Linked DNA regions of Sus scrofa: region 2 is linked to region 1. A link is a contact called in public HiChIP or PLAC-seq data. All regions are on one chromosome and are shown on one strand. The core of a region is the stretch at or near the end of the contact, and the rest is flanking DNA. Distances in the headings are between cores, read along the strand shown. Region 1 overlaps LOC110255610 (a long non-coding RNA gene). Region 2 has its middle 160 kb from the start of ZCCHC6.

Region 1 (3,352 bases), core at 606-3,105:
ATTATGAGCAACACGTAAAACTCCCATGAGGTCTGGGCAGCAGACCTAAGTCTATGCCAACTAGTAGGTTGGACGGGGAGAGAGAGAATTGGGGTACTGAGAGGTGCTTCTGCTAAGTGTGCCTGGCTAAGAGTCTGGTTACTAGACCTCTAAGTCCCATCCAGTGCCTGGACACTTAAACCAAGTCTCTCATGGTAGCATTTTGTTGAGATGGTCCTTTTTCCTCTCCATTCCATCCCCATTAAATCCAGTGGTTCCCTCTCAGCCTCACCCACCTCTCTGCTCTCATTACCTCCCTCTTCATATCATCTGCTTCAGTCGGGGAAATCATAGAAGTTCTGGGTTTGGGAGTTCCCGTCGTGGCGCAGTGGTTAACGAATCCGACTAGGAACCATGAGGTTGCGGGTTCGGTCCCTGCCCTTGCTCAGTGGGTTAAGGATCCGGCGTTGCCGTGAGCTGTGGTGTAGGTTGCAGACGCGGCTCGGATCCTGCGTTGCTGTGGTTCTGGTGTAGGCCGGTGGATACAGCTCCGATTAGACCCCTAGCCTGGTAACCTCCATATGCTGCGGGAGCTGCCCAAAGAAATAGCAAAAAGACAAAAAAAAAAAAAAAAAGAAGTTCTGGGTTCGGCAGGAAGCTCTGCTCATAGTCTTGTTTTGACCAAGCATTTACTCTCCATTGGAGCCCTTTGTATTTGCCTCAGGGATCAGGATTTGGGAAGCTAAAGCCAGGAAATCAACATTTATTTTTTTTTCTCAGCTTCAGCCCTGTCACATCAAGCCCTAGAGGCAATGAGAACAGAGCCTTAACTAAGCTCTTTGAACAGAGGACAAATAAGCCATTGCTTACTATTTCACAATTCTTATGATGCCACAGATTTCTGAAACATCTTGTTTGGAATATCAGCTACGGCCCATTAAGTAAAGTAACCTCAACTGTGACACACCTGTTACTGAGCCAAGGCTCTTTTTTTTTTTTTTTTTTTTTTTTTTGTCTTTTCTAGGGCCGCACTCATGGCATATGGAGGTTCCCAGGCTAGGGGTCTAATCAGAGCTGTAGCCGCCAGCCTACACCACAGCCACAGCAACGCCAGATCTGAGCTACTTCTGCAACCTATACCACAGCTCACAGCAATGCTGGATCCTCAACCCACTGAGCAAGGCCAGGGGTCGAACCCAAAACCTCATGGTTTAGTCAGATTCGTTAATCACCGAGCCACGACGGGAACTCCAAACCTAACCATTTTAGAAGTATTTTGTTTTTATTTTCTCTCTGAAGTGGTTAGCCAAGATAGGACTTCATTTCCCTCTCTTTTGCAAGGCTTTGCAAGAAGGACCACTTACCATCAATTTTGCTTTTTATTCAATGGATTTTGCACTTTCCCTTCAAGCTCTGTTTCGGCTAAAGTCAAAGTATTCAACATTTTCTAGAAGATGCTATCATGGGTTGTTAGCAGGCAGAAGTTAATGCCGCTGTGGTTCTATATTTTCTTCATGGGGTGATAGAAATTTCACCAGTTCTTTGAGGAACACTGAAAATTTGGCTTTACACTTGGGGCCTCTGTCACCCAATACTTTAAATAATCTTCCAAATGTCAGCTGTAATGCTATCTCTCCCTGCTGAGACAAAGGTGGGCCTAAAATGAGCTAGAAAACGACAGCTGGATCGATCAGGCGTTCTTCAAGGAAGATGCCAGAAAATCTTGATTAATACCATCGTTCCCTCTGGAATTAATTTTCAGTTCTCCTATCAGGTGTGTTGATAGAAAGCGGTCAGACAGTTCTAGTCATTGCTTCGGATTCCGGTGCTGTCCTTCATCAGGGCCTCTAATGAAGTCTGAGCTGTAGCCTGGGGTTGATGCCAGACTGGAATGCAGGGAGGCTGAAAGCTGACACCAGTTCAACCAAGCAAAGGGCCTTGGCTAAGGTTGTCTCCATGACAACCTGAGTGTTTTCCTGGTGATGCATTTACACAACAGGGTTAAAGTTCTGTGAAAGCAACAGCTGTTGTAAAAACAGTATATTAAATATGTTTAGGACTGTAAAATGGGCATTCTTTATTGTGGCATTTCATTTGAGGAAATTCTGCAAATGCACAATGGATTTTAAAACAGAATTGCTAAGTGGCAGGATATTTCTTTGGTCAAATCTCTATTTTATTCTTGTTTCTGAAAGGGAGCAGGAGAACATTTCTGATGATCTTTTTTTCCCCTGTCATTTATTTCTTGTAAAATTATCTTCTCACATCAAAGTATTCAACCTACAACCTCGGATCCCTTCATACTGGCCAGTATGTTTGCAATAAGTCACCTGGCAAATAACTTTGGAGAAGGAAAGCAATCTATGAGCCCTGTAACTGAAATCATTTGTCATGCTTCTTATTGGGGTTTGTTCTTTTCTACTCACAAGCTTTCAGTTTTTCATGCTGACTGATCATTCGGACAGGTATTCGAAAAACAAAACAAAGAATTTTCCAACAGTCCGAGAAAGACATTGATTTTTTTACAATAGAAACTTCTTTGTCTGCTTCTGGCAAATCTTATGCCCCCAGGTTGATGAGACGGACGATACCCAGATTTGCAAGAGGGAAACCGAACGTAATTCAGAATTCTGCCAGTTGGTGAGCAACTCTGTGGCATTATGAACAGAGTGACCCCACCATCCAGTTGTCATGGACATCTGGAGTTCACTGTTAAAATCAATAACATCTTGGCAGACCAGGACTGGTTGGTCACTCCCACCTTCAAAAACATTGGGCAACATCTGTTAGTATGCCAGACTCTGTACTAAGGGAATGGGATCCAGAGTCAAATAGTCCTCACTCTGTTCCCATCTCCCCCGGTTATTTAGTGAAAAAATGTAGTGAATAAATTTTGGCTGTCTACCTGAGTATGTGCATATCTATAATAAGAGGTGATAAAAGGCGTGCCTTCCTTTCCGGGGTGTTGTGAGCCAAGGCACGAGGGCATGGCAGGACCCCTTTCTGCCCCAGGTTGCCATCTTGGTTGGGCTGGAGTGGCCATTTGCCGGGGGCCTCCTGTTTTCCTCCTCTCCTGGCACTGAGTGGCCAGCATTGGCCAGGCAAGCCCATTCAAGAGGTGCCCCTCCTGGAGCCTAGAGGTGGAAAACGCAAGAGTCCATCCACCTTGGCCCCATCATGTCAGATCCAGAAAAACCAATTACATGGCATTTTACCCTTGCTTCTTTCCATTCGGAGACTGAGCTGAGAAAAAAAAAAAAATTTGTTTACATCCGTGGACTTTCTAAGCCTCAGAGAATATTGGCTGTGAATATTTTTCTAAATCAAATAACCAAGATGTACTGGTTGCCTGGCTACTCTGTAAAATGTAGGT
Region 2 (3,112 bases), core at 271-2,770, 250 kb before region 1:
GGAGGCGAGTTGGCACATTTACCCCCCAGACACCATTTTGAAATGGGGCAGTTTAGCAGCTTCCTAACTGAACAAACAGGAAGCCTGTTAAAAATGCCATTGTGCCTTCCCGCCTGTGCTGTTAGAACTGTGAAATGACCAAGTCCACGGAGCTTTGCCAAGGCGAGATACCTAGGGACGTGCAGCTGCCGGGGGCCACCTGTGTCTGGCTGAGTCCAGCCAGGCGATTTCCTCTGCAGGGCACCCCCACCACGGAAGCACGGGGGTCCACACGGTCAAGGGCAGGCAGAGGACTTGAAAGAGATAGGTGGGAATTAGGACACCTCCTGCCTCGTCCCTGCTCGCAGCTCTTCCTCTGCTTTAGCCACAATCAGGAATTCGCCTCTGCCCAACCCCCAACCTCCGAAATGGCCTGGCTGGGAACCAAATCCCATAGGGAGCACCTGCCTTCCACTGTTGTCGCCCAGACACAATGCCCCACATGCTAGTTGGCAGCAGAGAGAAAAGAGGTCCTTTAAAGAAAAGTCCCTGGCGTTATTAAGGAGGGCAGTGCTGCTGCTGTGCGCGCTCTTTCTCCAGTCTTCTTTTTCTCTCTCCCAGACCCCTAAAGTTTTACACATGTCCGGGGCTACTCTACTGTCAATCAAACAATGAATAAGAGAGCTAGCCCTCTTCTCTGGGGCCACGGCCTCTGTGGATAACAGGTGCATAGGTGTGTATGTGTGTGTATGTAGGGGTGTGTAGGGATGTGTGTACAGCTGCATGTAGGAGTGTGTGTAAGGATTTCTGTGCCGGTTTCTCTGTGTGTGTATGTGTGCAGGAGTGTGTGTGTGCAGGTGTCTGCATATGTGTTAGGAACAGAACAAGGCTGGAGGGGCACGGGTCAAGGTGGGGGGGGGCGTGTCACGCTCAACTGCAGGATGCTTAGCCGGATGGGGCATCTCCCCGGGGTCCCTGTGCCTGCGCTGTGTGGGGCGGGGCGGCGGGGCGCGAGGCGGGGTGCGGGGGAGGCGGTGAGGCTCTTGCTGGAGGACCCTGCTGCTTCGGGACCTCATGGGAACATCTTCGCGTGACAGTGCTTCGCTGGCCGCAGGACGACAGTCCAACCCTGGCATTGCCACCATCACCCTCGTGCCTGAAAAGCAGGCCCCGTGTTCGTGTTTGAGCCACACGGGGCTGTCCGTTTGTCCGTACGCCTGTCTGTCCGTCTGTCCGCCGGGCCTCTCCCGGCCCATCCGTGGTGGCTCCCTGCCAGGCCCGCCCGCCGTGGCAGACAGTGAGGCTCTGTGAGTCGGTCTCCTGTGGGCAGCTGGATGTTTTTCTATAGAGGGGACTCGTCATTAGAGGCCCCAGAGGATGAGGGGAGGCACCTTGGGCTGTTTTCCTTTCTCTTTGGCCCCCATTTACTTCTCCGCTCGGAAGGAGCACGGCCACCGGCCGGTGCCCGCAGTTCACTTGTCCTGGTGAAGGCAGCTTGACAGCTGCATAAATCACGCCGTGATACCACTAATAGGTCGCTGCCTGAGACTGTACCGGACCACCCAGGCGCAGCTCCCAGCCTCCGAGGCTGCACACAAATACAGTAATGCAAATCGCTTAACCCTTTGTTACTCCGCAGCACTGGGACAAACGGGTCCCAACGTCCTCTCGCCTCCCGCTGCCAGTCCCCCAGACCAGCCGCATCTGTTCCTCACCTCTCCCCCCAAAACCCCCCACCTTCTTACACCTCCCTGCCCCACCCCACATTCTTCCATTCTCTCTGAGTGCAACTGAGCCTGTGTCCTTCGCAGGGGACGGAAGGACCAGGGCTCTGCCAGGGCTTTGCGGCGACGTGAGATGGCATTGGCTCGGGGGAGCAAGGGTGGGGGGGCGGTGAGCGGCAGAGCGGGAGGCAGAGGCTGCGGCTGAGCGCACAAGATTCTGGCCCATGTAACCTCAACCCCTACTTCTTAGCTTCAAGGGTGGTTTCCTGCACAGTCTGGTGACAGGTATCCCAGACCTCTGTCTTGGATGCAGAAGGGAAGGTACAGTGTGCAGTGAAGATGCCTCCAGCAGAGGTTCTCTCCAGCTGTGTTTCTCAAGTGCTAACAGTGGTCTGGGGATGCAACTGGTGCAAGGTGCCAGGACCCCAAAGAGAATGAGCACATCCTGCTGTCTGGAGCTCACAGTCCTGTAATCCCCAATGTGACAAGGCATCCTCCAGCTGGCCCTCCCATTAGGAACTGTCTTCTGAACTGCCCCCTTCTGAATCTCCTGCAGTGCAGCTGGCCTCCATCTGCGCCCAGCGCCCAGGCTGCTCCTCCAAGGGGCCTTTGCATTATTAGCTGTTGGTTTTTTTTAATTGTTATTATTATTAGTATTATTTTTAGGGAATCTAAGAAAAGTGTGGCTTCCTCCTTCACATCCTTCAAGTCTTGGCTCAGATGCGATCTACTCGGCCAAGACTTCAGCACTGCAACTAATTTATAGGCACTGCTATCCCTCTTTTCTACTTTCTTTTTCTTTACAGCAATTAACCACTTTGAAACACGCTGAATAATTTTCTTCTTTATTTGGCTTATTGTATGCTTTCCCCTCTAGCACCTCTAGCACAGAAATTCTTTGAGGGTAAGAACTTGCAATTGTTTGGTTCACGGATGTATCCTGGATGACTAGATTATTGCTTCTACATAAAGCTCATGCTTGATAATATTTGTTGAGTGATTGAATGTTATAACATTGGAACAAGCCATGAGCCCTGGACACCTTGGGGAAATAGTGATGATTAGCTTATGGGGGCTGGAGAGGGGGTCATGGGTCCCAAATTTATTAACCTGGGGGTCCATCTTCTTGCCAAGAAGTTGGAAACCATAGGAAATTAAGGGGATTCACTTCCTTTTTGTCATCTCAGCATGACACCATTGCCTCCAAGAAATATTTATTTTCCTCTGAAAATAGTGGGTTTTTTTTTTTGTGGTAGGCTAAAATAATGGTCCCCAAAGATGCTCCTGCTCTAATCCCCAGATGTCTTTAAGTTGAGGATCTTAAGACGGGAGTTATCTTGGCTTATTCAGGTGGCTCAGTGTAATCACAATTGTCCTTATAAAGAGGCAGGAAGATCAGAGAGAGAGAT

The links. HiChIP or PLAC-seq counts read pairs in DNA pulled down with a chosen protein or histone mark.
Region 2: an H3K27ac HiChIP or PLAC-seq map of skeletal muscle shows a contact between it and region 1. The contact joins two enhancer-like sites. A contact is called at or near these places in 2 of 47 Hi-C or Micro-C datasets (embryonic fibroblasts and liver) and 1 of 2 datasets of contacts at active chromatin or transcription factors (skeletal muscle).

Annotation. Positions count from the first base shown.
Region 1 is chr10:28,582,109-28,585,460 of Sscrofa11.1, reverse strand. All of the region lies in intron 1 of LOC110255610 (a long non-coding RNA gene), which reads right to left. Among named protein-coding and RNA genes, the nearest start is that of GAS1, 75 kb to the right of the region's middle. Within about 2 kb of position 1,855, at least 25 of the 83 cell types and tissues checked have an H3K27ac peak or open chromatin away from gene starts, as enhancers often do. A contact at or near this core is called in skeletal muscle, where this site is marked.
Region 2 is chr10:28,829,754-28,832,865 of Sscrofa11.1, reverse strand. No RefSeq gene overlaps it. Among named protein-coding and RNA genes, the nearest start is that of ZCCHC6, 160 kb to the left of the region's middle. Within about 2 kb of position 1,520, at least 12 of the 83 cell types and tissues checked have an H3K27ac peak or open chromatin away from gene starts, as enhancers often do. A contact at or near this core is called in skeletal muscle, where this site is marked.